2 separate regions of the Mus musculus genome follow, and region 2 is linked to region 1. Evidence: chromatin contacts called from public promoter capture Hi-C data. All regions are on one chromosome and are shown on one strand. Each heading gives the region's core, a stretch centred on a gene start, on an enhancer-like site or on the middle of the called end of the contact. The rest is flanking DNA. Distances are from core to core; before and after follow the strand shown. Region 1 holds the start of Zkscan3 (zinc finger with KRAB and SCAN domains 3). Region 2 holds the start of H3c11 (H3 clustered histone 11).

Evidence for each region. Promoter capture Hi-C pulls out the DNA fragments that hold promoters and counts their contacts.
Region 2: a promoter capture Hi-C map of macrophages shows a contact between it and region 1, with 7 read pairs. The contact joins the promoter of H3c11 here to the promoter of Zkscan3 in region 1. A contact is called at or near these places in 12 of 39 promoter capture datasets (the 3T3-L1 cell line, cranial neural crest, embryonic stem cells and 7 more), 7 of 115 datasets of contacts at active chromatin or transcription factors (the 230-238 cell line, bone marrow-derived macrophages, embryonic stem cells and 2 more) and 2 of 9 other capture datasets (adipose tissue and liver).

Annotation. Positions count from the first base shown.
Region 1 is chr13:21,400,935-21,405,440 of GRCm38.p6, reverse strand. It overlaps Zkscan3 (zinc finger with KRAB and SCAN domains 3), which reads left to right and starts at 2,686. Exons shown (of 6, transcript NM_001145778.2): 1 at 2,686-2,769.
Region 2 is chr13:21,780,789-21,785,294 of GRCm38.p6, reverse strand. It overlaps H3c11 (H3 clustered histone 11), which reads left to right and starts at 1,898. Exons shown (of 1, transcript NM_178207.2): 1 at 1,898-2,380. The coding sequence starts at 1,925. The coding sequence ends at 2,335.

The sequences.
Region 1 (4,506 bases), core at 1,437-3,936:
AGGCAGGATGACTGTGAGGATGACGCCAGTCTTCCAGGAAATACATGCCAACTGCTAACAAATGCTGTCTAAAGAAATTAAGAACACTGACTGCTTTTCCAGAGGTCCTGAGTTCAAGTCTCTGCAATCACATGGTGTAATAGGATCTGATGCCCTCTTCTGGTTCGTCTGAGGACAGTGGTGGTGGTGGTGGTGGTGGTGGTGGTGGTGTGTGTGTGTGTGTGTGTGTGTGTGTAATCTTTTTTTTTTTAAAGGAGGAAAGGAAGAAATTAAAATGTGTCTGTATAGCAAAGGAAATAATTGAGGAGAAAGACAGCCTAGAATGAGAGAAAATCTTTATTAACTGGACCATATGATCCAGTTATACCACTGCTGAACATTATCCAAATGACTCCAGGTAAACATAACACAGTGATAATTACATATCAATGTTTATTACATCACTATTCACAATAGCTAAGTTCTTAGACTAAACTAGCCATCCATTCAACAGAGAAATAGGTTTAAAATGTGATAGATAGATAGATAGATAGATAGATAGAATTTTTCAGCTGTAAAGAAAAAGTTATATCAAAAGTTATAGGAGATGAATATAATTGGTGATAATCGTACTAAGCAAATGAATTCACATTCAGAAAGACAAATATTGCATGCTTTCATTTGTAGTTCCTAGATTTCATATAGATAAATAAGACCACGCGTACTTATGACACAAAAATAGAAGCAATGCTGTCTATAGTAGTGCTTTCAACCTGTGGGTCATGACCTCTTTGGGACCTCTTTCACCAAGTTCACATATCAGATATACTACATATCACATATTTATATTATGATTCATAACATCTAAGTTACAGCTATGAAGTAGCAATGAGAATAATTCTGTGGCTGGGATCACCACAACATGATGTCTCTTTGTGTGTGTGAACCACTGGGTTTAATTGTGTTTACTTGCATGACCATGAGTGGGGCTGTTTTGTTTTGTGAGGATGGCTCTCACCCTGTAATCCAGAACTCCAAGCTGGCCTGGAACTTGGAGCTGTAACTTGAAGTGGCTCTTCCTCCTCAGCTTCCCACATGCTGGGATCATAGGAATGAGCCAATTTCTCTGGCTTTCAACTATCTATCCTTAATAAATAAAGCCTTTCTGTTTCTGTTGAGGTCTCTTTTATATTTTCTTGCTACTGTAATGATTATCTTTTAAGGTGATGTTTTCTTATTTGTGTTTGTTATAAAAATGTAACTATCAATATCAATTTTGAAATTTTAGTAGCTTTGCTAAATTTGCTAATTATAAGTTGAAGATTAAATTATCTTGGCTTTTTCTATAAAGGGCATTCAGAATGGTCCTGAAAACTGTTATATGTTGCCGGGCGTGGTGGCGCATGACTTTAATCCCAGCACTCTGGAAGCAGAGGCAGGCAGATTTCTGAGTTTGAGGCCAGCCTGGTGTACAGAGTGAGTTCCAGGACATCCAGAGCTACACAGAGAAACCCTGTCTCGGAAAACAAAAACAAAAACAAAAACAAAAATACTGTTATATATTTATAATTAATAGTTTAATTTCCTCTCACTTTTATTTTCCCTTTTCATGCAGTTTCTAAACAAACATTTTCTTATGCATTTCCCTAGGGCTTCTTTATGACGATAGAGAACATATAATTTTCCTTTTTCTTGACATCACAGAGATTTCAGGAAGGCTATATAGGAGCTCATTCTTTTGCTATCTTCCCTTAGTTGTCCTTGGAAAAAACAAATTTTGAAAGTCTCTTGGTGCTAGAGTCATCTTTCCTGGATAATGTAGCTACCACCTGTGATCCAAGATGCTTTTCTTTATAAAGAATAGAGACCATCACTAAAAACCCAATTGGATACAGAACAAAGACTGACAGATCATGGTGGTCCCAACCCCAACAGATACATCCACATCATGTCTCCTGCATCTATGGCTCAGAGGACATGGAGGAAGAGGAGGCAAAAAAAAAATTGTAAGAAATCTAGGATGTCAGCTGTGAAACAGCCTCCAAGAAATGGCTGCATACACAAGACTGAAACAATTGCAGTATCAATAGACAATATCAATATCAATGGAAGGGGGTAAAATTTCACAGGGTGCCACCCCAAACCAAAGAACTACTGGCAACTATTGACTGCTGGGAAATGGAGAATTAGTCTCTCCCTAAGATGAGCCCTCTTATTAGCTGTCCAATGCAGTCTTGAAACCTTGAAATCATATGCACACAAATAACATATAAAAACAAAAACTTAGCCAGTGGAATATGTACATATATAGATACAGATATCTCTATATCTGTATAGATATAGATATATACTTGTTCATGCACATACATATATACAACATATATACATATACACAAACACACATGAATGTAGCAATAACAAAGAAAAGAGGCTATCAGCTTGAGAGTGAGAGGGTAGGAGAAAAGACTAGGGGGAGGAAGGAAAGTGATGTAATTCTACTTCAGTTAAAATTTTTTTCTTTTTAAAAGTCTTTTTACGAGGCAACCAAGAGGACGGAAAAAACTGGAGGAAGTAAAGGGAGGAGAGAAAATGTTGCATTGCTACTTCAGCTAAAAGAATTTCTTTTTAAAAGTCTTTTTACGAAGCAACCACTAAGAGGAGGGAGAAGGGGGGGATCATAGAGTGTCGCTGGTGCCTAGAGAAGCCGGAAGTGCTCTGTGCCCCGCCCCCCGGGGTCGGACTTTCGACACTTTTGTGACTGCGGGGTGCTACGAGGTGCTGCGTTCGCGGGTGGGTTTGGGTCCCGTCCTGTTACCGTCCTCCCGCAGGGGTCGGCTGCTTGTGGGGGTTGGGGGTGGGACAAAACATCTTCCTCCGCGGCCTAGTGGCGCCGAGAAGATAAACTCGGTGGCCACTTGGGCCGAGCGCCCGACAGGGCCTCGGGCGCCTCGCCTCAGGCCGGTTCCGGGTGTCTGGTCAGTCTCAGGGCGTTTGGCGATGGGATTCTCGGGTCTTGTACTTAAGCTTTGAAAATGGGAGACGTCACAGTTTTGCTTTTCCTGGAGACAAGGTCAGTTCCAAGGTCTTTATTCTGGGGTACTGGAAGAGAGCCAGAACTTTGGAATCGGGTTGCTTGGTCGAATCTGGCCTCAGCTCCTTTGTGACTTCTCCCCCCAGTCCCTTAACCTTTCTGTGTTTTGCTATTTTAGGGGATAATGATGTCGCCTAACTTACTGGATTGTTGTGAGGAATAAATGGCTTCATTTGTGCAAAGGTGCTTAAAATAGTACCAGGCACGGGGTAATCTGCACAGTGTAAAGATAGCTGTTATTATTCCTGTTGCTTTTCCTAACTAGGACAGCACTTTCTCTTCATCGATCAGCCTTGGTACTGGCTGTTGTCTTTTGAATGTTAGTACTATTTATCAGTTCTCTTTATAATGAATGATTTCTGTATTTTAGGAGGGAAAATAGAACATTCTGGAAAAGAGCCTATCCCACAGCAAAGAGTAAAAGTGGTTTGTGTAGTGTCTTGTAATGGTCAGGCTCACAGAGGTTTAAAATCCTGGGGATGCCTTTTTTTTTTTTTTTTTTTTTTTTTGGTGGGAGGAGGAGCTTGAGAAACAGGAGGAGCGTCTAACCGCGAAGGATTAGGACCCTGTTGTAAGCAGACATTGCTGCCGACCTGCCAGCTTTCTGACCCTCAGCGAGATTCCTCTCCAGTGTGAGAACCACACGGACGGCTGATAGTTAGAAGTGATGATAGGTAGATTGGCGATAGATTAGAGATAAGTCGATCTGATCCTGAGTTCCCACTAACACCCTTTGTTCTTTTTGCAGGTTTTTAAAGCTAATATTGACCATACACAGTTTGCCATGGTCATTGAGTTGATGCCTCTTGTGGTCTTTGAAAGTCCTTTCATCTTCCTTCTTTTTCTTAAGGAATTGGATCTTTAACCTCCTGAGGGTATACAGGGATCCCTGAAGCATTCTTTTCTCTATTTGTAACTTAACAAAAAACAAAAACAAAAACAAAACCCTTGTCTTTGGTTTACTTATTTGGCAAACGCCTGTGTTGGTAAACAGTCTTCTGATCCTGTACCTTTGTACTCTGCCCAGCTGGTGAGACTCCAGATAGGCAAGCTGACAAAACGTGAGTGTGTGAAGCCGTTATTAAGAATGTATCAGTGTTCATTTTTCTAGCCTCAGCTCTACTCTTCTTCCTTGATCCCAACAAAATGCTTTGGCCTGTACTCAGGAAAGAAAGAAGATAAGGTTTTGTTTACTATTTAAAATGACATTAGTAAAGATTTGAATGTGAATCAGAGAGAAACTCCATCTCACCTGCAGTAGTAGGCCCACCATTCAGCCATAAATCTTATAGTCCTCTTCAGTCATGCTTTTCCTGCCTTTCCCCCATCCGTCCTTACCAGCCTCCCTTTTCCTTCCTTTTCCTGCTCTCCTTCCCCTGTCTTTCTTTCATTCTTTTTACAGCTAACTAGAGGCCAAGACAACAGATCCCTTCATC
Region 2 (4,506 bases), core at 649-3,148, 380 kb before region 1:
GACAGCTTGGACACTTCACAATATACTTACAAAAACTATTAAAATTAAAGGTGGCATTACTTCCAAGAGTAACAAAAATGTTGACACATTTTAAAGGTAAATATCACTGACATTGCAAGAGAAGAATGGGAGAAAACTCATTTGCTCTAGAAGATAGTATAAGGTGTTTGGTAATTCTTTCCAAACAGCTAGAATCTCAAGAACCAAGCAACACCGTTGCCTTTAAAATGGGTTTTCTAGCAATAAAGTCATCTTTGGCCTCTGCATTGTGCCTCTTTTTTGTAAATGTAATGGAGAGAATGTCTGGGTGCAGTTGTTTTCCATGGGTAGAGAAAGAGGACAGGAGCCAGTTTTTTTTTTATCTCCTCCCTCTGCAAATAATAATAATAATAATAATAATAATAATAATAATAATGGAGCAACAACTCTGATTCTTGAATGATTTTGGAATGAAGAAAACAGGAATCACTTTTCAGCAGATATGTGGCAAGTCTGAGAAAAGCACAGGGGGAAGCAGCACAAAGATGGAGTTTGAATCTCTCCTTCCCAAATAATTACATATGGAAAAAAAAAACCAACCCATTTTGGCAAAGTGTGGGAGCTCAGGGGCACATCTAAGCTTCAACTACACTGATACACCTTTACCATTCTAATTCGCAGGCTGTTTAGCTTTTGTTATAAAGAAAGCACTTTGCACATCTGACATTGTCAGAAACATTTGTCTTCAGCCCTCTTAGGCTCTGAGTACATCAACCAAGCACAAAGACTACGCTGTGAGTGAAGGCAGGTTAGGCGCCTGACTCGTAAAGGATGACCTGTGGGTAGCTCCGAATGTGGGGTGGATAGAGCTATTTTCAAATGAGCGTCTTCAGCAGTTCTTTTTTCCTGATAATCTTGGTAAGGTTCTCTGGTAAACAGCAAGTAAATATTGCTTGTGCCTGATATTCCCAATTAGGCAAAAAGCCTGTTCATAAAACAACATGCTTACTGTCTGATCTTATTGCTTTTGTTTCTGGCAAATTTGACCACATTAAGTGGGGGAAAGGGCCTGGGTAAAAAAAACGGCACCAAGCACTCCCGAAAAGTCATGTGCTGAATATCACCAAGCCTGCCATCGTCTTCCTGGCTCAGCAGGATCATCAGATCACCCCTTGCTGAGTTACTCCAAAGGCTGCCTTAGTCTCCTAGAGCTGTATACATAGTGTGTGTGTGTTGGGCGGTGGGGTGGGGCTGCTATCTGTGAATTCCCAGCGTTCGCTTTTAACCTTGAATGGTGTAACTTTGTAACTTGTAAATAATGAATGCCAACCTGGGAATGCCCCTGTCCCCTACAGTGTTGCTGTAGAAGAGTAACAGAATCTCAAAGCCTTCTGGATCTCAAAGCCCTAGTAAGTTGCAGATACACTGATTTTGAATTTTTTTCGCGCCAAAATCGCAACCGCTGAAAGGCAGTATCAATTGCAACTTCTAAAAGTTTCCGGTCATAAAAGTGTTGCAAGCAGTTTTTGAGCGAAATCAAGTGTAAGAAGTGCTCATGACTCCAGGAATAACTTTTTTTTTTTTTTTTTTTTTGTTAATTTTCCTTTCAGATTTCTTTCCATTAAATTTCTGCCCCCAAATAACGGTGCTCTTGTTTAAATAAATAGCGAAGAGGTCTTTTGACCTCCAAAGCCAACATTATCTCGAGATGATAAATTCTGGGAGTTGCTAGAGTAATTGTTATGTAAAAAGATGAAATTTGTACGTTAAATATAAAATGTAGGCAACGTTTTTCCTTTCCTTACTCGGTTTAAACGCGGACCAATCCCCTGTCTGGAACTATGATGTCAGCAGTTTACTGTCCAATCCAAAAGGGTGGCTTGTTATATATATACTTGGGCTTTTCCATCTCAACACCACTTTATTCACTTTCTAGTGTACTGAGATGGCTCGTACTAAGCAGACCGCTCGCAAGTCCACCGGCGGCAAGGCCCCGCGCAAGCAGCTGGCCACCAAGGCCGCCCGCAAGAGCGCCCCGGCCACCGGCGGCGTGAAGAAGCCTCACCGCTACCGTCCCGGCACCGTGGCGCTGCGCGAGATCCGGCGCTACCAGAAGTCGACCGAGCTGCTGATCCGCAAGCTGCCGTTCCAGCGCCTGGTGCGCGAGATCGCGCAGGACTTCAAGACCGACCTGCGCTTCCAGAGCTCGGCTGTCATGGCTCTGCAGGAGGCCTGTGAGGCCTACCTCGTGGGTCTGTTTGAGGACACCAACCTGTGCGCCATCCACGCCAAGCGTGTCACCATCATGCCCAAGGACATCCAGCTGGCCCGTCGCATTCGCGGGGAGAGGGCGTAATTCCCCTACCTGTTAATAACAAAAGGCTCTTTTCAGAGCCCCCTCCTTTGTCACCAAAAAGCGGCTGTTTACCTACCTCAGGTCCAACATCTATCATGTTTTCCAGTATCTGAGCATATGTGCTACATCCTCCTAAGGTGTTCAAATATAGGTGAGGTTAGTTTACAATCTAGAGGCATGTGCCTTTGAAACAACCTGACTTCAAGGTGGCAGTCAACTAAAATGTGTGGAAGTTAGCTCCTACAGCAAATCTGTAGATTCATGCTTTCTGGATACTATATAGTGCTACTGGTTAATGCAAAATCCCCAGGCGTGTTCCCTAAGTCTGCAAATTGCTTTCATAAGGAACATTACTTGATTAGTGTGTTTATTTGGGGGGGGGGGCAAGGTTTGGAATTTGGCAATCTTGAACCCTTTTAAGTGCTAACATTGGCCCTTTGTAATTAGCTTCATGCTGTGACAAGTTTGAGTCAATATGTCTGACGTACGTGGTTTTCTTTTAACCATATATGGCTTGCCGGTTTTGTACACCATTCCCAGAGTATGTGTAACAAATATGTTGGATTCTTTAGCAGCCTTGCCAGCCTCTGTACTGTTAAGACAGCCTCCTTTATTTTATTTATTTATAGATAAGGACTCAAAAGTAGCCCAGTGCTCAACGTTGGACTTGCTTGAATATGTAGCACGGAAAACCTTGTAATCCTAATCTTGCTTCAGTTATAATCGATAGGATTATAGGTGTGCCCCAATAAATTATGCTTAAGAAAGATTGCTATTGTCCAAAACAAAACAAAGCAAAACCCCAGACTGTGTTTCTTTGGAAAACAAAGTAATAAAATTATTTGTGATTTATTAATGCCCTTTATTAAACTAGTACAAATCTTGTACATCTTTCCTCACCCAAAGCAAAACTGACTTCTATTTCTACTATAGTAAACTTTAATTTTTCTTTTTTCTTTCTTTCTTCCTTTATTTCCTTTTTTGGTTTTTGAAGACAAGGTTTCTCTGTGTAAGCCTAGGTGTCCTGGAACTAGATTTATAGACTTCAGACTGGTCTTGAGCTCAGAGTTCCACCTGCCTCTGCCTCCCAAATTCCTGGATTAAAGATGTGTGCCAGCTTCTCCAAATCTTTGAATTTGTATAAGTATAGGTCACCCAATAGTATTCTAGAATATTGGCCTGCTTGCCATCTAAACACGCAAAAATATCAATATTGTTATTGGCTATTTACTTAAGAGTGTGGCTGTGCTGTTTGCTAAATACTTTCAAAATCTCACTGGCCATCTCATTTGAGAGCAGTGGGATCTCCCTGAAAATTTTTTGAAAGTTTTAGAATTTTTCTAATGTAAAATATTTTTTAATGTATTTTCTGTCTACAAATATCCCTAGGAAATGGTGAAAGCCCGTTTCTCAGAACCATATCTAATTTATTTTTACTTAGAAATAAGGCCATTGTCATCTGAATTTAGCAATTCCTTTTTAAGTATATGTTTTAAACCTTTCTGTGAATGAGGGTTTGCCTACCTGTATGTATGTGCATCACTTGTATGCTTGGTACTGGGCCAGTCTTGCAGAAGGTCCGAGATCCCCTGGAACAGGAGGTATAGACAGTTGCAAACTGTCCTGTGGGTGCTGGGAACTAAACCCAAACCCCAAGAGCAGCAAGTGGTAACTGCTACACCAGCAGCTCCTAAATATAATGATTTCTAATCTCCTTACTTCAAAGAAGTCGCTATCACACTGGAAATATTGCGTTCTCCATTAAAGATATCAATGCATGCGAAGTACTAGGAGCTTGAACCATTTTTAAAGAGAAATATCTAAAGTGGTTAATTTTAGTCTGGAGCCAACCAGGCACTCTAGCCTGTGTTATTTGCTACAGACACAAACAACGTTTTTGCACAAACCAAAAGAACTATTAGTTCTACTCTTGCACAAATTAAAGGCGGCATCTTTGTACAAATTCTCTTAAGTAATGTTCCTTGCATACTTCGTAAAAGTTAACAGAAATATGCAAGTAACTCTCACGATGCGCTCTGCTTGGTGGATTTTTTTGTAAACACTGGAAGGATTTTTAAAAATATTTTTAGTCAGTTGCGCGTGATTCAAAAAAGCACACACAGGTACGTGAAACCGAAGGCTGTTCTCCCTTGGAACTCCAAACTGCCAAT